2 separate regions of the Gossypium hirsutum genome follow, and region 1 is linked to region 2. Evidence: chromatin contacts called from public Hi-C data. All regions are on one chromosome and are shown on one strand. The core of a region is the stretch at or near the end of the contact, and the rest is flanking DNA. Distances in the headings are between cores, read along the strand shown. Region 1 holds the start of LOC107952223. Region 2 holds the start of LOC107951311.

Region 1 (4,060 bases), core at 950-3,449, 200 kb after region 2:
TATTGTACCATGATAAAAACATGAAATTTTGTTACCAATTGCAATAAACAAGATGAACCAACATGATGTATGCAAACAAGAACCAATATGATGATTACCTTGTCATGTAATCAATACTGAAATTAACCAACATAAAAGACCCCCCAAAATAGAAAAACATGTAGTTTCTTTGCCCAGTGGAGGGGGTAATTAAAGAAAATACAATAATCAAGATAAACCAAAGCAATAAATGCAAAATGCTCAATTTATTACCCGCAGCAAGGTCTCTGTTGCAAAGGTTATTGTGATTGTTCATGGCACCATACTCAGGCAAGTTATGATTTGCACCCAAGGAAGAGCCAGCAGCAGAACTAATCCAAACTACAATGCCAGTTACAGGTTGTTAATAGTAGTCAGTTTAGTAAGTTAGCCTAGTTTTCAGTTACAATCTTTGTAAACCTGAGGTATTACAAGCTAAGTTAATGAATTACGTGAAGAACTCGCTCAGTTCTTCACAAACTCCTAAATTAACAAGTAAATTAGAAAGGCTTGAGAAGACCTTGTAATCAAGAGTAAAATTCACCAACACAAAACCAAAAAAAAAAAAAAACTTTAATACCATAAAAAACATGTAAATCCTATGCCAGTTGTTGGAGGAAAAGAGTGAGAAGTAAATGAGATGAACCAAAATTTATGCTGATGAATGCAAACCTGCAGCAGAGGAGACAGCATGATTTGCAGTATATGCGGGACCAGCAGCAGTAGAGGCAGCAACGTTGGTATAGTCCTGGCCTGGGAACATGTTACAAGTCTATTAATACAAAATACCAAGCAATGTAATCAAGGCGTGGCTCAAGGGTTATATAATTACCAAAACACATTTGCTGATCACAATCAACCATCGAAGCTTGAAAGTCGATTGTTGGAACCGGTACTGATCCCACCAATCTATTAACATTCTGTAAACCAGTTCCAGAGGCTCTTGAAACTTGACCACCTCCCGCATAATTCTGCGATGCAAACCATTTTACTGCCTGCAACAAAGAATTGAGTTCAGCACTCAATTGATGAAGATGGGATAATCGGAAATTATCATATACAACGTAATTAGAGAATACCTGGTCAAAAGAACCAAAGTTATGCCCCTGCAATCGAAGAGAAATACATTATTCATCTTCATCTCTTTGAATAAAATATAACATGGATTTGACCAAATGTTGGGTATAAGCAGCAGATCTTTTGTAAGAAAAAGAGAGAAACGGTTAATACTATACAAATTTCCGTACATGGTATGCCATCAAATGAATGAAGAGTTGCTTCATCAATTCCTCGCTTGCTTTCTGAAAAACACAATTATCATATAAACAAAAATGCTAATGCTTGCGAAAAAAAAAGCATAAATCATTATTCTTCCTAGTAATTTAGGAAGTTTTAGGAGAGCTAAAGGTTTCCATGATCCAAAATAATCCTCATATATAGTATATCCAAGATCGTGATAAATAAATTTTATGAAATTTATGTATAGTTCCACTGTTAATTGTTTGCTAATTTCAGTATTCCATTGTTGTGTTGGAACAGAGATGATGTTTTTCAACTTTTCAAAAGAGCACAATGTTGTCGTTTAACCTTCGCAAAAACCATATTAGGTTTAAAGGAGAGAGAAATAGGGAGTGCAAAACCTGTTCCACAATAGTTCTCCTAAGTTGTTGGAGCTCAAGCTCTGTGCTAGATTTGTAATTCTCAAACTCCATTTTCATATTCCGGGATTCAGTCTTCAACATTGGGATCTCTCGTTCAAGTTGCTCACGCTTCGTCTTAGTTATAAAAACACCAAGCAAACATTAATTAAAGACTTCAAAAAAATAAACAAAGTAATTGATGATGGCTTAATATCAATGTACTTTGATTCTCTGTCGAGACTCTCTACAGATTGCAGCATGTCTAGCCCTTCTCTCCTTCTCAGATTTGGTACCTCTTTGTTTGGCCTCTGTATTCATTGGAAAAGCGCATAGTTTTCTTCAAATCAACTCCTCTGGAAAACGAATGGTAAAATGTGGCCTCATGTGCTTCACCTTATAGACAGCTGAAGGTTCCATTCTAACATTGGCGGCCATCTTAATTCTACCTTTTCCCGCGCGCGACTACTTCAGATAAGACTATGGAATCTTAGAGTGGGAAAAATAAGTCAAGTGTGAGGTTGAAGGCGATAGGTTATCTGGCCAAATTTTAATTTAATTAATGTTTGCTTGGTGTTTTCTTAACCGACGTCCATAATTGGGAAAAGAATTGTAGGAAAAAGTGAATTTATGATATCTATATTTTTTTTAATAGTTTTATGTACTATCAATATTTTTATATTGAATTTTAATATTTTTATTTTAAATAAAATCAAATCTAAATTAAAATTCTGATATTCAAGATAAAATTATTGATGTAACATAAAATTATTAAAAAAAATAATATCCATATTCCATATAATACTTTCTCCTAAAATGGAGTTTGACCTCGTATAACTTAAGAGAATATGATATCTGGCACAAATTTTGCACTCCCAATTTCTCTGTCCTTTAAAGCTAATATGGTTTCATTTGTCTTTAGTACAAAGACTAATATGGTTCCATAATAATGAAGATGATGTTAAAATATGCCTCTATTCTTAGTAAATTTAAATTTAAGTCTTTATGCTTTTATTTTTAAGAAATTAATCTCATTGTTTTTTAGATTTTAAAATTTAAATTTAATTATTAAAATATTATTTTTTATTAAATTTATTAATATGGTATTTTGAAATAAAAAAACTCATTTGATAACTAAAAAAATGATGTTGTAATGAATCTAAATTTAACAAATTAATTTTAATAGTACTAACAATTGAATTTAAATTTAAAAATATAAAATGTAAAATAACTAAATTATTAAAAATAAAAATACAACAATTAAATTTTAAATTTGTGAAAAGTAATAAAATTTAGTGGATGTTTTAACTTTTTAAATAATAAGCTTAAAACATCATAAACTAATTTTTTTTTGCCCGTTGGATACACGAGTTAATTATATAAATTAAAACATTTTATAAGATGACAAAAAACATTTAAAAATGGTAATTTAAAAGTGTTAAGAAATCATAAATATAATGATTGATGTATAACTTTAATTTCTACTAATGTGTTCACACTATTTAAAGGCATGTTTAAGTAGCCTATCAACATCAACACTGTGAGAGTTAAAAAGTGTTTTTTTTTTCGCGAAAGATAAAAACACTTTTATATAATTTTTTGTCTTTTTTTTTGAAAAGTTAACACTGAAATTGGTAACCAATTAACACTGGAATTGTACATAAATTTTATAAAATCTTGTCTTATTTTAAGAAGAAAAAGTAGCCATCATCAATTTCTTTGTTTATTTTTTTTTTTAATATCTTTAATTAATGTTTGCTTTGAGTTTTTAATATTTTACCATTTAATTGATCCCGTGTTGATTTAATAGTCAGTATTTTTATTATTTTAAGTATGATTTGGGATCGAGTTGCACTAATTGTATTACTGTTGAGGCTTTGTCATCCTCTTATAATTAATAATTTTTGTAATTTGGGTGTAAAATAATATGTTAGAATATGTTGAAAGAGATGTTTGATTATTTAATTAGAAATTTTTGTATTGTTATTATCAACCTAAATTTGATTCAGAACTATTACTTTTTAATTTCAAAATTCTTGGGACTTTGATTTTGTTTTAATTGATTTTAATTAGCTTTGAGCTTTTAACATTGGGCTTTTGGTTGGTAGTCAAAAAAATAAATAAATATCGGCATGTTTAGCCCTGTCAGCTTGACTTTGCTGTTTCCCTGATTTGGTACCTCTTTGTTTGGCCTCTGTGTTCATTGTAAAGCGCCCATGTTTCTTCTGGAAAATGAATGGTAAAATGTGACCCCATGTGTTTCACCTTATAGACAGCTGAAGGTTTCATTTTAACGTTGGTAGCCATCTCCATCTATTTTCTCCACAACATTGGCCACTTTTCCAGCGCGCGACTACATCTGATAACACTGCCATATTGTGAGTGTTGCATCAAATATTTTTTAC
Region 2 (3,999 bases), core at 885-3,384:
AAAAGCCTATTAATACAACACCAAGCAATTTAGTAAAGGTGTGGCTTATATAAATTACCAAAACCCATTTGCTGATACAAATTGTCCATGGAAGCTTGAAACTTGGTTGCCCCACTCACTCCCAATCCCAATAATTCATTAACATCTTGTACAACAATTCCAGAAGTTGGTGAAACTAGACCATGTTGCACATTGGTTTGAGACAGAAACCATCCTATGGACTGGAATGAAGAGTTAAGTTCATCACTCAATAGAAGATGGGAGACTAAAAAATTATACACAACATAACTGGCATACCTCATCAAAAGAAGTATAGCTTTGCCCCTGCAATGGAAGGGAAACGTATTATTCATATCCACTTTTTGAATAAATGATACATAGATTAAACCAAAATTTGAGTGCCATGCAAAATTCCTAATAGATATAGATTTGTTTGAACTATGTAATTCAAGTAGTACAATGGTTGCAAGTATTTGGGCTATAGGTCTCAAGTTGGAGGTTTGAGTCTTCCTCGTTTAAGTAGCTCCATAATTATTTTCAAACACAATATTAACATCTCTTTTAATCTTGTAGCTATAACCAACTAAGGTGTTTTTGACTAAGTGAACTAAGCCCATCGACAAAGATGAAACAAAAAAATCACTTTAAAGAGTTAGAAATGAATCATAAATTATTAGAGACCCAAAGTCCAATTTAACTATTATACTAACATATAATTTTATAAAAATTAAAGGAGCTAAATAGAAAATCTACCTTTTAAAAGAGGGGGCGGGCAATGCCGCTGTTTGCCCCCTTGCTTTTGTCCCTACTCATTGGACAATCACTTCCTATATGCTGACTCTCAGCATAGTACTAGAAATAAAACCCCCCACCAAGTGATTGCTAACTGCACACTGGCTTTCGATATACTATGAGAGAGAAAATTTTCAGAGGACAGTACTTTTAATTGTTAGGGATCGATCAACTACCTCACAGATAAAAATATATAAGCAATTTTTTTAATGGGAAAATTGTTTCTAAAATACAAATCTCCGTACATCAACTTCCCATCGAATGGGGATTTGCCTCATCAATGCCTCGTTTGCTGTCTGAAAAACACAATTATCTTATAAACAAAAATGGGTATTGTTAGACTATGCTTAGGAATCAGCACAAGTCTTCCTATTAGTAGGAGACTTCAAGGTTTCCCATGTTCCAAGATACTATTAATTGTAAGGATCATATATGTATGTATTCAAGGCCAACCCTGACATATATTGACCTACTGACCAACTAATTTATTATTGTTTAAGCTAATTATTGTCCTAATGCAACGATAATAATCTAAGAGAGAGAGCTGAACCTGTGCCTCAAGTGTAGTCTTAAACTGTTGAATACAATTTTGCATATATTGAATTATAGACTCGTTTTGCTTCAACTCCATTTTCATCTGCTGGTTTTCGGTTTGCATCTGCTTGAAGATTGGGAGCATTTCATAGTACTTGGTCTTCACCTGTTCAAGCTCCTCGAGCCTCCTCTTCAATTATAAATAAACACTCATTAATTAATTAAAGACATAAATAAACAATGGGAAAAAAGGAAAGAAAGAAATTTGATGACGGGTTAATCACTGTACTTTAATTTTCTGCCTGTACTGTACGCAACGGGCGTTATGAGCATCCTTTTGAGCTCGGGTTTTCCCCGATTTGGTACCTTTACCCTCCATTAATGAGCTTCAGTAATATATCACTATTTTCTTCTAACCTTCACTAAATTTTTGACTTGTTTTCTGTTGTAAAACTTTAGCTGCATCTCGATTTGATTACCCACAATTTTCTACTATCAACTATTTTCGGTTCCAAACCATTTGATTTGCCTGAATCTTTCGAAAACTTGATAATTGACTCGAAGTCGACGCTTTTAGATAAAGAGCAAAACTGAAGAACAGGGGAGATACGAACGAAAGGAAGAAAAAAAACAAAAGGAAGAAAAAAAATAGAACAGGGGAGATAGCTCAATAGATAATGATAAACCTTTCTCAAGTCTAAAGGCTAACAAAAAGAAAGTGATGATCTGAGATTTATGAGGATAAAGTGGCCACTGGCAGCTTCCCCCGTTTATATTAAGCAAGGGAAGGTTGACTAAACTCGCGTCTCATCGCGAGCTCTGTGTTCGCGCGAACATTCCCTATTTAATTTTGTGTCTCCCTTTTTTGGCAGGATTACTTTTGCCATTTAGACAAGGCGTAATATATGACGTGATAAAACAATATTATAAATAAATCAAAATATTTCTTTTAGGATAATGATATTTATAATAATAAATTCTTATTTTTTTCAAATTTTTAATTTAATTTGAGTTTTTTTAAAAATTTATGCATAAAATTATATATCACGCATAAAATTTAAAATTATTATTGACTTTCAACAAATTAAAAATACATATTTAAATACATTCGAGTTTTTTTTAAATTGTTACAATAAAACTGAATTAAGTTACAATCAATTTTTAAAGAATTGAATTACAAAAGCTTTTTTTTTTGTTTGGCAATACATGATTTTGTTGCAGGTTTTAATTTTTGGATTCATTAAAAGAAATCTTCTTCAAAGATTTTAAATTGTAGATTTTTTTAAAATTTATTTTGTTTGTAGTCATTATTTTAAAAATTAATTTTTAAATGCATGGTTCTTAAAAAAATTAATTTATCGGTCACGAAATATAAATAAAAAAAGTTATTCGCTTTTTGATTTATCTACGTTAAATTATTAAATTTAATTATATTAGTCAATTAACATTTATATTATTTATGGGTTAGGAAAGAATTATAGATAATTTTAAATATTGTGTTAAAAAAAATTATATGATCAAAATATTAAAAAATTTTATACGATGAGAATGTTCGAAATCAAACGAATAAATGGATTTGAAACATATATTACATGAAAATTAATAAATTAAAGGCAAAAAGAAAAATTGTGATTCATTCATCCCCTTATACTCTTTAAGCGTGGCGTGTCCTATACTATTTAATAAAAGAAATAGCACCTCCCTTACCCAGCAGCCATATATGACAAATCATTCTCCCTCGCGATGATACTCGTACGACGATCTCGTCGGATAGCAAGCGTGGCGTGCCTCGTCGCCACATAACACTCAAGTTTTTTTGGAAGTTTCTAATTGTAAGCCAAGGTATTAAACAAAATATTAAATGGGTAGCATTTTAATACAAGAGGTAAGCAAGGCTTTTGTCTTAAAAATTAAAAAAAATTGTAATTTAATTTTTTATAAATGATAAGATTATAAATTAATAATATAATAACTCCTCAAAAATAAAAATAAAAATATGGAATCATAAAAACTTACATTTTAACTTCTTAAATATTTATAATGCAATCCTCCATTAAAAAAATTTCTCAACTCGCGGCTATTGTAACATGTTGAGACAAGGATGGATAGGCGGCTGACATAACTTGTAACGTTTTCCATATTCAATAAGAAATTCTTCTAATTTTTGTTTTATTCATAAAACTTGTGCTCAAAACTTAATAGTAATCAAGTTTCCTATTATCGACTCCACCTCATACTACTGATGTTTCTTTATTCATTGTTTTAAATTACTCATAAATTTTTAAACTTGAAATTAATTAAGGTATTGTTTCATAAATTAAAAAAAAGTTAAAATTAAGTATTGAAAATATAAATTATAAAATATGTTTAATATATTACTTAAAATTAAGTATCAAATATTATTAAATTATTAAATTAAGTATGAAATATTATTAAATACTATTTTATTTTTCCTTAATTTTTAAACATTTAATCTTGGGATAGTGCCAGAAAAGGCCCATTTCTTAAATTATTTACAGAAATGGGCCACTCCAAAAAATATTTACTGCAAATGGACCGAATACACTAAAACGTGCTGACGTGGACGCATTTTCAGGGAAAAACATAGAAAAGCGCGCTGACGTGGACACGCTTTAGTAAAGAGAACTGACAAAGACACGTTTTTCTCCATGT

Evidence for each region. Hi-C and Micro-C count contacts between places; a contact is called where the count stands out from the background.
Region 1: a contact with region 2 is called in a Hi-C map of leaf, with 2.4 times the contacts expected there. The contact joins the promoter of LOC107952223 here to the promoter of LOC107951311 in region 2. A contact is called at or near these places in 2 of 34 Hi-C or Micro-C datasets (both in leaf).

What each region holds. Positions count from the first base shown.
Region 1 is chrA02:43,408,972-43,413,031 of Gossypium_hirsutum_v2.1, forward strand. LOC107952223 reads right to left here and starts at 2,200. Exons shown (of 8, transcript XM_016887495.2): 1 at 1,881-2,200; 2 at 1,659-1,793; 3 at 1,266-1,319; 4 at 1,098-1,124; 5 at 851-1,013; 6 at 691-771; 7 at 253-360. The coding sequence starts at 1,976.
Region 2 is chrA02:43,211,670-43,215,668 of Gossypium_hirsutum_v2.1, forward strand. It overlaps LOC107951311, which reads right to left and starts at 2,135. Exons shown (of 8, transcript XM_016886315.2): 1 at 1,616-2,135; 2 at 1,343-1,516; 3 at 298-324; 4 at 59-221. The coding sequence starts at 1,705.